2 separate regions of the Macaca mulatta genome follow, and region 2 is linked to region 1. A link is a contact called in public Hi-C data. All regions are on one chromosome and are shown on one strand. Each heading gives the region's core, a stretch centred on a gene start, on an enhancer-like site or on the middle of the called end of the contact. The rest is flanking DNA. Distances are from core to core; before and after follow the strand shown. Region 1 holds the start of PRPF6 (pre-mRNA processing factor 6). Region 2 holds the start of C10H20orf204 (chromosome 10 C20orf204 homolog).

Region 1 (6,767 bases), core at 1,087-3,586:
AAAAGACTGGCCAACACGAAATGCCAAGGCAGCGGTCCCAACATCTGCAAGAACACCTCCTCTGACAAGAGTGAAACTTCGTCTCATATTTTTCCTCCTCCCTCTCACTCTCTGTAAAGATGTCCCATGAATAGCTGAAATTTTAAATGCATGAGCCACTCCAAGCCATTCATTACAGACACCAACACACAATGGTGAGGTCAGCTGCTCCCAGAGACTGGCTGGAGGAGCCACGAAAGCTGGACACATCTCACCTCGTCGTAATTGGTGTCATTTAGATCCTCATCGTCATCGTCAGCAGCCTGGTTTTTCTTCATCTGGTCCCCAACAGTTCTCTTGCCTGGGGGCGCGTGGCGATCATCCACGGGATCATTTGCATCACGGGCGGGCCCGATGTCTGACCGTGTGGTGAAGCCAGTGGCGCTGCGGGAGACCCCCAGGACACCCGGTATCTGAACAACTCTGTTCCTGTGCTCTTCTCCACCCCTGGTCATCACTTACTAACACCTCTTTTTCTAACACCTCTGGGAAACCTCCAAAGATCCTGGTGACAATGATCTGCAGTCTCAAACGCTACCGATCTTCTCTGCTTACCTGAAGGTTTTAGCCTATCCTGACGATGTTACCAAGGCAATCTCTCTCCACCCTAAGGTTTCCATCATCTCCCCCTCCACATCCAACTAGGCCCTTAAACCCAAGTTGGCCCAAACTGAGGTCCTCTTCTGTACCCACCTTATAGCTGCTCTGGGGTGTTTCAGCTGATAACAGCACTGCTGTCCCAGATGACATAATCTTTGCCTCCCTCTCCCACTTTCCCCATCCTGTCTGTCCCCAAGTACTAATGAATCCACCTTCAAAATCCCTCCTTCCCAGACTATGACTCGCATCACAGCTGGAAACCAAGGTAGCTCTCCCTGCCTTTAGCCTTCTTCTACTTCAACCCATGCTCTGCCAGATGATTCTTTCCAAAACACAGCTCTGACTAAAAAATTCTGGGCCGGGCGCAGGGGCTCATGCCTGTAATTCCAACACTTTGGGAGACTGAGGCAGGTGGATCATGAGGTCAGGAGTTCAAGACCCCCCTGGCCAACATGGTGAAACCCTGTCTCTACTGAAAATATAAAAATTAGCCAGGTGTGGTGGTGGGCACCTATAATCCCAGCTACTCAGGAGGCTGAGGCAGAAAACTGCTTGAACCGGGGAGGCAGAGGTTGCAGTGAGCTGAGATCACGCCATCGCACTCCATACAGAGCAAGACTCCGTCTCAAAAAATAATAATAATTCTGAAGGGTCATGGTCTTTCTAATACATCCAGGAGCTGCAGCCTGACGCTCAAAGCCTCTCCAACTTCCTGAGCTCTTTTCTATTGGTTGCACATTCCACTCACACTGGACTCCCTCCTGTTCTCTGGGCTTCCTCCTTACCTCACTTTTTTCCGAACTCCTGCACACAGAATGTCAGTTTCTCTTTTATCGCTACCACGTTTCTGCAGCCCTAAGTCCAGCTCTCCTACTAAACTTGACTCCAATGCTACTCTCCATTAAGCATTGGGTTCTAAATCTGGTCTTCTTTACGTGCTTATTTATGCTAATACCAAACCCTCCTTAGTGAGCTTCTGGTCCTCTGATGATGCTGTCACTATCGGAGCTTTGTGTGTGCCCCACAGATTCTAATATAATACCACCACCAAGAAAAACCCAGTAGTTTTCCTCATCAAATGAATAGCCAAATAGGGTAACAACGACTGCTCACTTATCCAGCAACGTATGGTGGTCATCTGTGTTGCAGGCAAGGAGGACCCAGGCACGCTTAAGGCGGGGCGGGGCGGGGGGTGTGTCAGCCTGACCTGGGGAAGGTGGTCGCGTGTTTCCACTACACATCAGATTCCTCTACACCTCACTGCAGACTGCATACATCATTCCCCATCTTACAGACCAAAACACTGGGCTGAGAGCCAACATGTCCCATCTAGGCGGCAGGCAGGGTGCACACACTTATGTCCTGACCCCAAAGCCCGTTGCTTCCTGCAGGGATTAAGCCGATCCACCAAGCGTCTTTTAGACAGCGCGGCCACAGACCCCCGCCCCCAAACACGCGCACTGCGCTCCGCTAGCCGGGTCCCCGCCCCTGGCGCGCCGCTCCAGGCCTCACCCCCGGCCCAGCCCCGGCACGTAGCCGAGCGGAGCGGGCATCCCCAGGAACGGCTTCTTCTTCTTGTTCATGGCGGCGGCGACGACCAAGGCTAGGAAGCAACGGAATGAGGCAGCGGAAGAGGGGAAGCAGCAGAGACTCCAGGCTTCGACGTCCGAGGCGCTCCGCAGGAAGGTGTCGCGAACGTCGCGTCACCCGCGCCCCGGAAGCAGAGCCCTCAGTCCGCACACGCCCCGCCCACTTTTTTACTCCCCGGGCGGAAGCCCCGACGTGCCGGTTCGACGACTTCCGGCCGCGGCTAAGGGGAGGGGACGTGGCAGGCGCGTGCGCGGGAGCGCCTCCTCGTGGCGAGGCGGGGAGAGCCAGGCCGAGCCTGCACTGGGACCCTAACAGGCCCCGGGGGGCCAAAAATAGCCTGAGGCATCGCTCCTTCCCGAGTGCTCTCATGCATTCCCGAGGAGACCTGTCTGTGCCAATAGGACCCGTGGTCCCCTCCCTCTGAACCAGCCCAGCTGCCCGCCCTCGCCCCGGGTGGGCCCTGATCACTTCCAAGCAGAGCTGTACCCTGTCCAGTTGTGCAGAGCTTGTGTGTACTGGTTATGGGCACACCTGTCCGTGTGCGTCCTGGGCGCACACTGCTGCCCTAAGCTTTCAGCACTCATATTCTTTTTTGTTGTTGTTGTTGTTGTTGTTGAGACGGTGTCTCGCTCTGTTGCCCAGGCTGGAGTGCAGTGGCGCAATCTCGGCTCACTGCAAGCTCCGCCTCCCGGGTTCACGCCATTCTCCAGCCTCAGCCTCCGGAGTAGCTGGGACTACAGGCGCCCGTCACCACACCCGGGTAATTTTTTGTGTTTTTAGTAGAGACGGGGTTTCACCATTCACAGGATGGTCTCGATCTCCTGACCTCGTGATCCGCCTGCCTCGACCTCCCAAAGTGCTGGGATTACAGGCCTGAGCCACCGCGCCTGGCCTAGCACTCATATTCTTGAACCTCCATTCATGCATCTGTCCCTCCAGTGGGACTAGAGACCCCACCCACGCCCACCAACATGCCTTGGACATTCTGGTGAGAGCCACATCCTCAGCTCCTGGAGAGCTAATTGAAATAAACAACCGTAGTTGACCTGTAGGGAACACGTCAGCACATGAACACGGCTGTCAAGCATGTGAGTGAATTCTATGTGTGCGATTAGTGGTGTATGATTAGTGTGTGTGATTAGTGGGGTGTGTGATTAGTGTGTGTATGATTAGTGTGTGTGATTAGTGTGTGTGACTAGTGTGTGCGATTAGTGTGTGTATGATTAGTGTGTGCGATTAGTGTGTGTGATTAGTGTGTATGATTAGTGTGTGTGATTAGTGGTGTATGATTAGTGTGTGTGATTAGTGTGTGTGATTAGTGTGTGTGATTAGTGGTGTATGATTAGTGTGTGTGATTAGTGTGTATGATTAGTGTGTGTGATTAGTGTGTGTGATTAGTGGTGTATGATTAGTGTGTGTGATTAGTGGTGTATGATTAGTGTGTGTGATTAGTGTGTGTGATTAGTGTGTATGATTAGTGTGTGTGATTAGCAGTGTATGATTAGTGTGTGTGATTAGTGTGTGTGATTAGTGGTGTATGATTAGTGTGTGTGATTAGTGTGTGTGATTAGTGTGTATGATTAGTGTGTGTGATTAGCAGTGTATGATTAGTGTGTGTGATTAGTGTGTGTGATTAGTGGTGTATGATTAGTGTGTGTGATTAGTGGGGTGTGTGCACACCGAGGTCACGTGTGCTCGTGTTCTGGGTGCACGTGCATGACTGTACTCTGTGCATGCATTTCTACATGTCTGTGTGCATCTCTGCTCCTTCTGCTGTAAGACATCTTCCAGAGCCCCTACATACACCCAGGGAGAGCACCCAGGCTCCTGGGCAGAGCAAGCCGAATAGCTGGTTGCAAGCCTGGCCTGCCACTGCACCAGGCAACCACAGTTCCCCAGCCCAGCCCCATCCCAGCACTTCTCACTGGAGTCCTGGAGCAAACACACCGCTCCAGCCTGTTACAACCTCCTTGGAGTTCCTCTCTGCCCCATCTCCAGGCAAGCCCCTTTCAGTTACAGAGCACTGTACCGCCCCCTCTCCCCCGGGCACTGAGCCAGGTTCTGGGGCTGCAGGGGGAAGGGAGAACCACCCTGATGTTCACAGTGGGGTGGGCGGTAAGCAAGAGTCAAGCTGGTTTCTCCGGGGAAGCGGGAGCCCATTTGAGAGAGAGTAAAGAGGTAGGAGACCAGGGAAGTGTGTGGGAGGGGTTGATCTGCCCCTTGTCCTGGCTCTGGTGGGTAGAAGGCCCCCGTAAGATGCTCCTCAGCCCACCCCCACGCACAGAGGGGCCCGACCTCAGAGGACCCCCGGCAGGTGCACGGGGACTCTTCTCCGCGGAGTCGTGCCCAGGGGCGCACGGACGCCCCTCGCCCTGGCGGACAGCCTTGGCGCACGCAGGCCCGCGCGCCGCCGACACACCTCGGAGCTCCCGGAGCGCGCCCGGCACACAGGGCTCGGCGGCAGGTGCCTCGCCGCGCACACTCGCGGGCCGCGGGGACCGGCTCGGGCGCGGGGCCGGCTGGGGCGGGGCGGGGCGGCGGCGCGCGTTCCCCGCCGGCCACACCGGCCGCCCTGCACTCGGCGAGGGGCGTGTGCGCGGGCCTGGCACCCGCGGGCCCCATGTTCACCGAGCTGAGGTCCAAGCTGAGCCCCCCGCGTGGCCGCGCCGGGGCCGTGCGCGCGGGCTTCGGGGAGCGCCGGGATGTGGACGGTGAGCGGGGCTGGACCCGGGCGCGGGGATTTCGCGGGCGGGGGTCTCAGGGACCCAGAGGCACGGTGGGGGGGCGGGACCTGGCGGGTGTCGAGCGGCGGCGGCGGCGGCTGGGGGTATTCGGCGGATGTCTCGGCTTAACGGGGTTCCGTGGCCTTTGTCCTGCTTTCGGGGGCAGCCAGCCTCAGGCCTTGGGGGTCAGGGCGCCCTTGGCTTGGGGTGAGGGGGTGACAAGCCGGGGCGCCTGTGTTCAGGTTGGCACTACGCTCGGGTCACCTTTTCCTGCGCGCGGAGAAAACCCTCCGCAGCCTTTGCAGTGGGGCCGAGAGGGGGCCGAGGTCACATCCCGCCTCGGTGCCCCCGCCCCATTTCCTTCTGGAATCCTGACGTTGAGGCGGGAGGGACCGGACCGACAGACCGCGGGAAGGACGGAACTCCCTCCGGGAGTGCGGGCAGGAAATGGGCGGAGCCTGCTTGGCCTGGGCAGGTGCAGTGTGAGCGGAGGAGTCCGACGGGTTCCCCCGGCTGCCGCGCGCTTCTGCACCAGCCCCGCCGCTGCAGGCCCTGCAAAGCCCGGAGACCACGGTGCCTGTCCGCTGGAAGGCGCAGCCTTAGAATAAATCTTTTCCCACAGCAGTAGGGGCTACCTCGGGGCGGTGGCCCACTGACCACACCCTCTGCTGACCCTAGACCTCAAATCTGGAGTCACCAGGGGTCCTGTTCCTGAAAGTTGCAAGAATGGGGGAGGAAGGTGTTAAGTCTCTTAAGTCTTACAGGGGTGGGAGGACCGGGGAGTAGGATGTGGTTTTCCCCCAATAATCAGACCTCCTAGACACATCCTCAACCCCTGCCCTGGGTGTGGAGTGGGTGGCTGAGTCTGGAGCCGGGAGGGTCTGTCACTCTAGGGTGGATGGGGTGAGGGCCCTAGCATGGGAACCTCACCTGCCCTGCTGAAGTCCTGGGTGCTGTAAAGACAGGGGCAGGCCTTCTGTCTCCCCACAGGCTCTGTTCACTTGCAGACACCATACAGAGCCTTCATTCATTCATTCATTCACAATGAACGTGGGGTGCCCCTGTGTAACAGACGTGGATCAAGACACCTGCCTCCCGAGACTCAGGTCAGCAGAGATGATGATAAAGCTCAGATGAGATGCTTTAATGCAGTTACTGCAGGAAGAGGGAGCACAGAGCATCACCGTGGGTCCCCAAGCAATGGCTGCACCCCACATACCTGTGCTGACCTGCCCATATCCAGTGGGTACCCACCATTCATACGGCCGGTGTTTTCCCGGGCCTGCAGGCCCTGTGGGAGGCAGCACGGCTGGAGAGCCCAGCGCGTGTTTGCGGAGTGAGGCCTGCTTGTGGGTTGGCCCAGAGTTCAGGCTGTCAATGAGTCATAACCAGTAAGTCGGGCCCCAACGCCAGATAGGGCTGTGTGAACTGGGTTTCTTCAATGGCGACGGGCAAGCAGCATCCTCAGCCCGGTTTCCCCAGCACAGACGACCTCCCCAGACTCGGGACCTGCCTTTCCTCACAGCAGGCTGTGTGTGCACTTCCTGGTCTGGTGTGGTGTGTGCAAGGCTTGTGGGCCAGCCCAAGGCAAGGGTGAGGTCAGGGCTGTCCCAGGACAGCTCCTCCTGCCATATCTGAGGTCCCTTCCCTTGTGGGCACATCCTCTGATCTAAGCAGAATCCATTCTGCTCCCCAGAGTGAGGGCTGTAGACTTGCAAGAGGAAAGGCGTTCCCAGTTCTTCTCTTTTCGTGCTGGGTGAGGTCCTCAAAACGGGTCCTGCACACTTCCTTCTGCCTTTGGAGGCCTGGGAACCC
Region 2 (6,767 bases), core at 1,986-4,485, 57 kb before region 1:
CTCCCAGAAGCCACAGAGGAAGAAGCAGCCACCACATCCAGCCCCAACCAACAGTTGCAAAAGCCCCCTCTGCCTGTACCAGCCGCCCCACGCCATCGCTCCAGGCAGCCTATGCCACGGGCCTCCGCGGACCCAAAGTGGAGGGCCTGCTCCCACAGGGAAAAAGCCCAAACATCAAGGAGACAGCTGATGGCCCCCAGGTTCCCAGCCACTCAAAGGGGCCAGCCCCAAACCTTCCCCTGGGCCCCCGCATGGAGTCAGACAGCAGATCTAGGGCTGGAAAATTAATCATGCGAACCCGACCGAGATAACAGGACTCGACTCGGCTTCCCAGCCCTGGCAGGGGAGCCTGACCAAGCAGCACCCCAACCCTCGCCTAGAGCTGGGGGCCTGGTGGGGGTGGCAGCTCCTGCTCAGAGCTTGAAGCGGCAATGGCTGGAAGAGCAGACGGCTTGCTACGGCCCCTTCTTGAACCTGGCCCCCCAACCACACACGCCACGGCCAACTTGGTGGGCTCAGGATTGCCACGTCATCCCCTCTGCCTGCTCTGGGTCAGAGGTCATAGCGAAAACCAGAGCCTGACTCCTAAGCAGGCCAGCTGGAGCTGCAAGGATGTCCAGCACCTGCTGTGTCCTACCCAGGTGGACAGGAGGATACTGTGCTCCTGGGGAGGGAAGGGAGGAAGGCGGGGTGGGGGTCGGGGGAGACTGAGAGAGGAGCAGACCGGCGAACTTGGGTAGGGGCAGGCTGCCCTGGGAGTCCCACCTGGCCTGTTAGTACCACTTCCTGGCTCAAGCCTCAGCCCAGCTTAGAACAGGGTGGCCCGGCACCCGGGAGCCCCCCTCGCCCAACTACCAGAAGCCAGGGCACATGCACCCACTGCCACCCACAGTGACACAGTGACCAGAGCCAACCGGAGATTTCCCGGTGGGACTCAGGGGAACAAGCAGTGTCTCCTGAGCTGTGTGTACCCCCAGCCCCTCCACCCAAGTGAGCCCCTCCCTAGAGGAGGCCCACAGCTGCTCACCATGGGCCTTTCAGCGTCTTGCCCTCCCTCACTCCCGCCAGCAGGCCACACACATGATCCTGGGGTCCTCGGACGGGGTGTGCACCACCGCACCAGGTCCACCACCAGCCAACGGCTTCCCTGGACAGGCTGCCTGGAGGACTGCAGAGGGGCAGGCCAGGCGGAGGCTTTTGAAGTTGGCTCCTCCAAGCTGAGGGAGGGAGCAGGAGAGGGAAGGAGGCCACGCAATCCCAGCCCTGCCCCCTCCTCCCCACTCCCTATCACTTCAATTAACCTGGCCCTGGAACTGAGTAGCCACCTCTCCCAGGGGATCCAGGGCTAATGTGGGTCTTGGATTAACTTGTCAGTCCCAGAGATACTGTTCTGTCAAGGAGGGGCGGGGCGCTGTGTGGGCTGGGCGGTGCAGGGCCCAGCTGGTGGGGGAGGGGAGCCAGGTGAGACTGGGGCCAACTCTGTGGCCGGCAAGTGCTGCCTCTCCCAGGGAGCTGGCTGATGGGCAGAGCTGGCAGGAGGCCCTCATGCCCGCCCCAGCTGCTGGACCTGCAGCCTGACATCCAGGGGGCCCTGCCCCAGCAGGTCCCAAGACGTGGGGCTTCCCGGGCCCCCGCTGCTGGCCCGGCCTCACTCCTCCTGGGCTGAGGGGTCTCGCTGGGGCTGTGACTCTGCGTAAAGACACCGGGAGCTGGCGGGTCCCCATCCTTGGCTGCTGTCACTTCTGCTGCCGTCTGGGGCAGGCGCTCTGGTTTGCAGCCTGACAGGCCGTGGTGAAGACACCTCGGAACAAGAGCAGCCTCCGAGGCGCAGCTCGCCTTCGTGGGCTGAACACGAGGCGCAGCTCGCCTTCGTGGGCTGAACAAATCTCCGTTGGAACAAGAGCAGCCTCCGAGGCGCAGCTCGCCTTCGTGGGCTGAACACGAGGCGCAGCTCGCCTTCGTGGGCTGAACAAATCTCCGTTGGAACAAGAGCAGCCTCCGAGGCGCAGCTCGCCTTCGTGGGCTGAACACGAGGCGCAGCTTGCCTTCGTGGGCTGAACAAATCTCCATTGGAACAAGAGCAACCTCCGAGGCGCAGCTCGCCTTCGTGGGCTGAACAAATCTCCGTTGGAACAAGAGCAGCCTCCGAGGCGCAGCTCGCCTTCGTGGGCTGAACAAATCTCCGTTGGAACAAGAGCGACCTCCAAGGCGCAGCTCGCCTTCGTGGGCTGAAAAATCTCCGTTGGAACAAGAGCAGCCTCCGAGGCGCAGCTCGCCTTCGTGGGCTGAACACGAGGCGCAGCTCGCCTTCGTGGGCTGAACAAATCTCCGTTGGAACAAGAGCAGCCTCCGAGGCGCAGCTCGCCTTCGTGGGCTGAACAAATCTCCGTTGGAACAAGAGCGACCTCCGAGGCGCAGCTCGCCTTCGTGGGCTGAAAAATCTCCGTTGGAACAAGAGCAGCCTCCGAGGCGCAGCTCACCTTCGTGGGCTGAACAAATCTCCGTTGGAACAAGAGCAGCCTCCGAGGCGCAGCTCGCCTTCGTGGGCTGAACAAATCTCCGTTGGAACAAGAGCAGCCTCCGAGGCGCAGCTCACCTTTGTGGGCTGAACACGAGGCGCAGCTCGCCTTCGTGGGCTGAAAAATCTCCGCTGGAGACAGGTTAAGGTAGTTTCCCAGGGGGAAAAGTCAGTGATTCACACAACAGTCAAGAACAGACCACACAGGTGACAGGAGTCCCCTAGGATTGTAACACTACATCTTTACGTTTTTGCTTTTTCTGTGTTTGGATGTGATTAAATGCTGTGACAGGCTGTGCGGGTCTGCAGCCCAGGAGCCCCAGGCTCTGGCACACAGCCTGGGGGTGCAGGAGGCCTTGCCTGCCAGCCTTGGGTAAATGCACTCTAATATCTGCAAGACAACATCACCTAAGGAGGTGTTTCTCAGAATGTGTCCCCACCGTTAAGTGACGCACAACTGTAGCTTGGCCTCAAAGCATCTGAGAAAACCCCACACAGGCAAGAAAGAGGAGACACACATGGACAACGCAAGTGCTCTGGAACTTTCCAGGGGCCCTGCAGGAAGCCTCCCCTGAACACGGCCTGATACATTCTTTTCTGTGTGACCCCTCAATGCCCACCCAGCTGAGGTCAGAGAAGTGCTTCCTTCCTAGGCCTGTTTCCACATCTATACGGGGCCAGGCTGGCTTTTCAAAATTCCTAAGCCTCAATTTCCACATCTGTACAGGACCGAGATGGTTTTACAAACTTCCTCGGCCTCGGTGTCCACATCTGTACAGGACCGGGATGACTTTACAAACTTCCTCGGCCTCGGTGTCCACGTCTGTACAGGACCGGGCTGGTTTTACAAACTTCCTCGGCCTCGGTGTCCACGTCTGTACAGGACCGGGCTGGTTTTACAAACTTCCTCGGCCTCGGTGTCCACGTCTGTACAGGACCGGGCTGGTTTTACAAACATCCTCGGCCTCGGTGTCCACGTCTGTACAGGACCGGGCTGGTTTTACAAACATCCTCGGCCTCGGTGTCCACGTCTGTACAGGACCGGGATGACTTTACAAACTTCCTCGGCCTCGGTGTCCACGTCTGTACAGGACCGGGCTGACTTTACAAACTTCCTCGGCCTCGGTGTCCACGTCTGTACAGGACCGGGATGACTTTACAAACTTCCTCGGCCTCGGTGTCCACGTCTGTACAGGACCGGGATGACTTTACAAACTTCCTCGGCCTCGGTGTCCACGTCTGTACAGGACCGGGCTGGTTTTACAAACTTCCTCGGCCTCGGTGTCCACATCTGTACAGGACCGGGCTGGTTTTACAAACATCCTCGGCCTCGGTGTCCACGTCTGTACAGGACCGGGCTGGTTTTACAAACATCCTCGGCCTCGGTGTCCACGTCTGTACAGGACCGGGATGACTTTACAAACTTCCTCGGCCTCGGTGTCCACGTCTGTACAGGACCGGGCTGACTTTACAAACTTCCTCGGCCTCGGTGTCCACGTCTGTACAGGACCGGGATGACTTTACAAACTTCCTCGGCCTCGGTGTCCACGTCTGTACAGGACCGGGCTGGTTTTACAAACTTCCTCGGCCTCGGTGTCCACGTCTGTACAGGACCGGGGTGACTTTACAAACTTCCTCGGCCTCGGTGTCCACGTCTGTACAGGACCGGGCTGACTTTACAAACTTCCTCGGCCTCGGTGTCCACGTCTGTACAGGACCGGGCTGACTTTACAAACTTCCTCGGCCTCGGTGTCCACGTCTGTACAGGACCGGGCTGACTTTACAAACTCCAAAAGGCTGCAGCTCTCTCTTCGTCTTCAGAGTAAATGTTGAAGGCTCCCTCATGCTTCCATGTCTCCATGAAAGATCAAAGGAAACTCCTCCACAAGTCTGAATGAAAACACTCATGAAGCTCCAGCAGCTGCTCCTCAGGACGGGGCGAGAGGAAGGACTTCCAGATTTCAACGATTTGAGCTGGACCCCAGGTTGCCTGCCCAGCAGAGACCAGCAGTTCCTGACCCCACACGGGTGGCAGGTCCCTTGCCCTGGACTGGCCATGTCCTCGAGGTCCCCAGAACCACAGGGAAGGGGGAGCCATACCCACATTCTGGTCTACCAGGACCACCCCATGTGCAGACAGGGATCCCCCACCCCAGCCATTCTCACTCGTCAGGAGCAGGCAGACCACAAGGCCTAGCACAGGCCCCCACGTGCAGGAGGGCAGAGCTGTGGGTCAGTGACTGACCACCACCACAGGCCCTGCCACTGGTACCACAAAACAGGTTGGGACCCTCCGGGACTCCCCTCTCACAAGGAACGTCCAGGGACAGCTGCTCTCCAGCAGCCTTCTTGGCCCACGTGACAGTGCCCTCCTCCTCCCCTGCAGGGCTTAACAGCTGTCCACCCACACCCTCTGGGCCAGCCACCAGCTCCAGCCAGATGTCTCCAGCCCTGGCCTACACAAGAGCCAGCTGGCTCCCAGCCGGATACACACACACGATCCCAGGCCTGACGACGTCCTTTATCCTTATGCAGCTAAGGTTGAAAAGCAGCCAACTCTCCCAGGTAATGCAACGTTCAACCTAGAGATGAGAACCATTACAGTGCTTTAAGGTTAAATTAGCAAAAATAAACTCACGGCCGGGTGCGGTGGCTCACGCCTGTAATCCCAGCACTTTGGGAGGCCGAGGCAGACGGATCACCTGAGGTCAGGAGTTTGGGAGCGGGCGCCTGTAGTACCAGCTACTCGGGAGGCTGAGACAGGAGAACTGCTTGAACCCAGGAGGCAGAGGTTGCAGTGAACCGAGATCGTGCCACTGCACTCCAGCCTGGGCAACAAAGCGAGACTCTGTCTCAAAAATAAATAAATAAATAAATAAACTCACCTCCAAAGGTAAGAACGCCTCTTACTGGTGACACTGTCACTCGACACATGCCTGAGGGGCCTGGGAGGCTGTATGGAGAGGCCCTGGGCAGAGCTGAGTTCTGTTTGCACTCAGACTCCAGGGAGGCCCCAGCTGTCCCCTGACCAAGACCCTTGCAGGCGGCTGCCAGGCTCCTGCGAGCACCTTGGTCCTGCAGGCAGCTCGGTCCCCACTATCTCCAGCTGTCCCCACACAGGGCTTTCGGCCAGAACATCTGCACTCCCACCACCTTCTCTACAGTCTGGGGGAACCCGGGCACCTCCACAGTGCCGCCTCTGTGAGACACTGGCTATCTTGGGGAACCCGGGCACCTCCACAGTGCCTCCTCTGTGAGACACTGGCTATCTGGGGGAACCCGGGCACCTCCACAGTGCCTCCTCTGTGAGACACTGGCTATCTGGGGGAACCCGGGCACCTCCACAGTGCCTCCTCTGTGAGACACTGGCTATCTGGGGGAACCCGGGCACCGCCACAGTGCCGCCTCTGTGAGACACTGGCTATCTGGGGGAACCCGGGCACCGCCACAGTGCCTCCTCTGTGAGACACTGGCTATCTGGGGGAACCCGGGCACCGCCACAGTGCCTCCTCTGTGAGACACTGGCTATCTGGGGGAACCCGGGCACCGCCACAGTGCCTCCTCTGTGAGACACTGGCTATCTGCAAGAGGCTTCTGCCCAGGCAAGGGTGATCACAGCCAGGACAGTGTGGGACAGGCCAGGACAGCGTGGGACACGCCAGGACAGCGTGGGACACGCCAGGACAGTGTGGGACACACCAGGACAGGCCAGACTGGGGCAGCAGAAGCAGGAGCCAGGGAAGGCCCCAGAGAAAACCAGCAGGCTGCCTGCTCTGACACGAGACATAAAAACTTTTAATGAAGGAGGACACGGCTCAGGGCCCTTCCACAGGCCCTCCCACGTGCGGCCCAACCCTGCCCCACGGAGACCGGCCACGGCGAGCGACCGGTCCATCAGAAGGTGTTCTTGATGCGGCCGGCCACCAGCCTAAGGATGTCCCCGATCTTCTTCTGCCAGTTGGCGATGTCCTTGGACACGGCACACCACAGCTCCCCATGCCGCGGCTCTGCGCTCTCGCAGCGCTTCCGCACCTCCTCCTGCTGCTCCTGGGGGGACCACAGGGCACTTCAGGCAGGGGTCCTCCCACGCTACTCCCCAGACCTCGCCTGCTTCTCGCCTGCCCCCATGCAGACCTGGCTCTGGCAGGACCGACCCCAACTGGCGGGCGAGGGGGCACAGGCCCTGCAGCAGAAGGCAAGGCTCTTTCAGGTGTGTTCCTCAAAGGAGCCTGAGGAGCACGGACCCCCC

What was found. A called contact is a pair of places that touch in the nucleus more often than the background predicts.
Region 2: a Hi-C map of cortical neurons shows a contact between it and region 1, with 2.3 times the contacts expected there. The contact joins the promoter of C10H20orf204 here to the promoter of PRPF6 in region 1. A contact is called at or near these places in 2 of 14 Hi-C or Micro-C datasets (cortical neurons and liver).

The regions. Positions count from the first base shown.
Region 1 is chr10:116,863,384-116,870,150 of T2T-MMU8v2.0, reverse strand. PRPF6 (pre-mRNA processing factor 6) reads right to left here and starts at 2,336. Exons shown (of 22, transcript XM_077952201.1): 1 at 2,152-2,336; 2 at 255-423. SAMD10 (sterile alpha motif domain containing 10) reads left to right here and starts at 4,422. Exons shown (of 5, transcript XM_077952215.1): 1 at 4,422-4,940. The coding sequence starts at 4,486.
Region 2 is chr10:116,921,399-116,928,165 of T2T-MMU8v2.0, reverse strand. It overlaps C10H20orf204 (chromosome 10 C20orf204 homolog), which reads right to left and starts at 3,235. Exons shown (of 4, transcript XM_028828561.2): 1 at 1,028-3,235. The coding sequence starts at 1,030. It overlaps PRPF6 (pre-mRNA processing factor 6), which reads right to left. Exons shown (of 22, transcript XM_077952201.1): 22 at 6,293-6,565. The coding sequence ends at 6,413.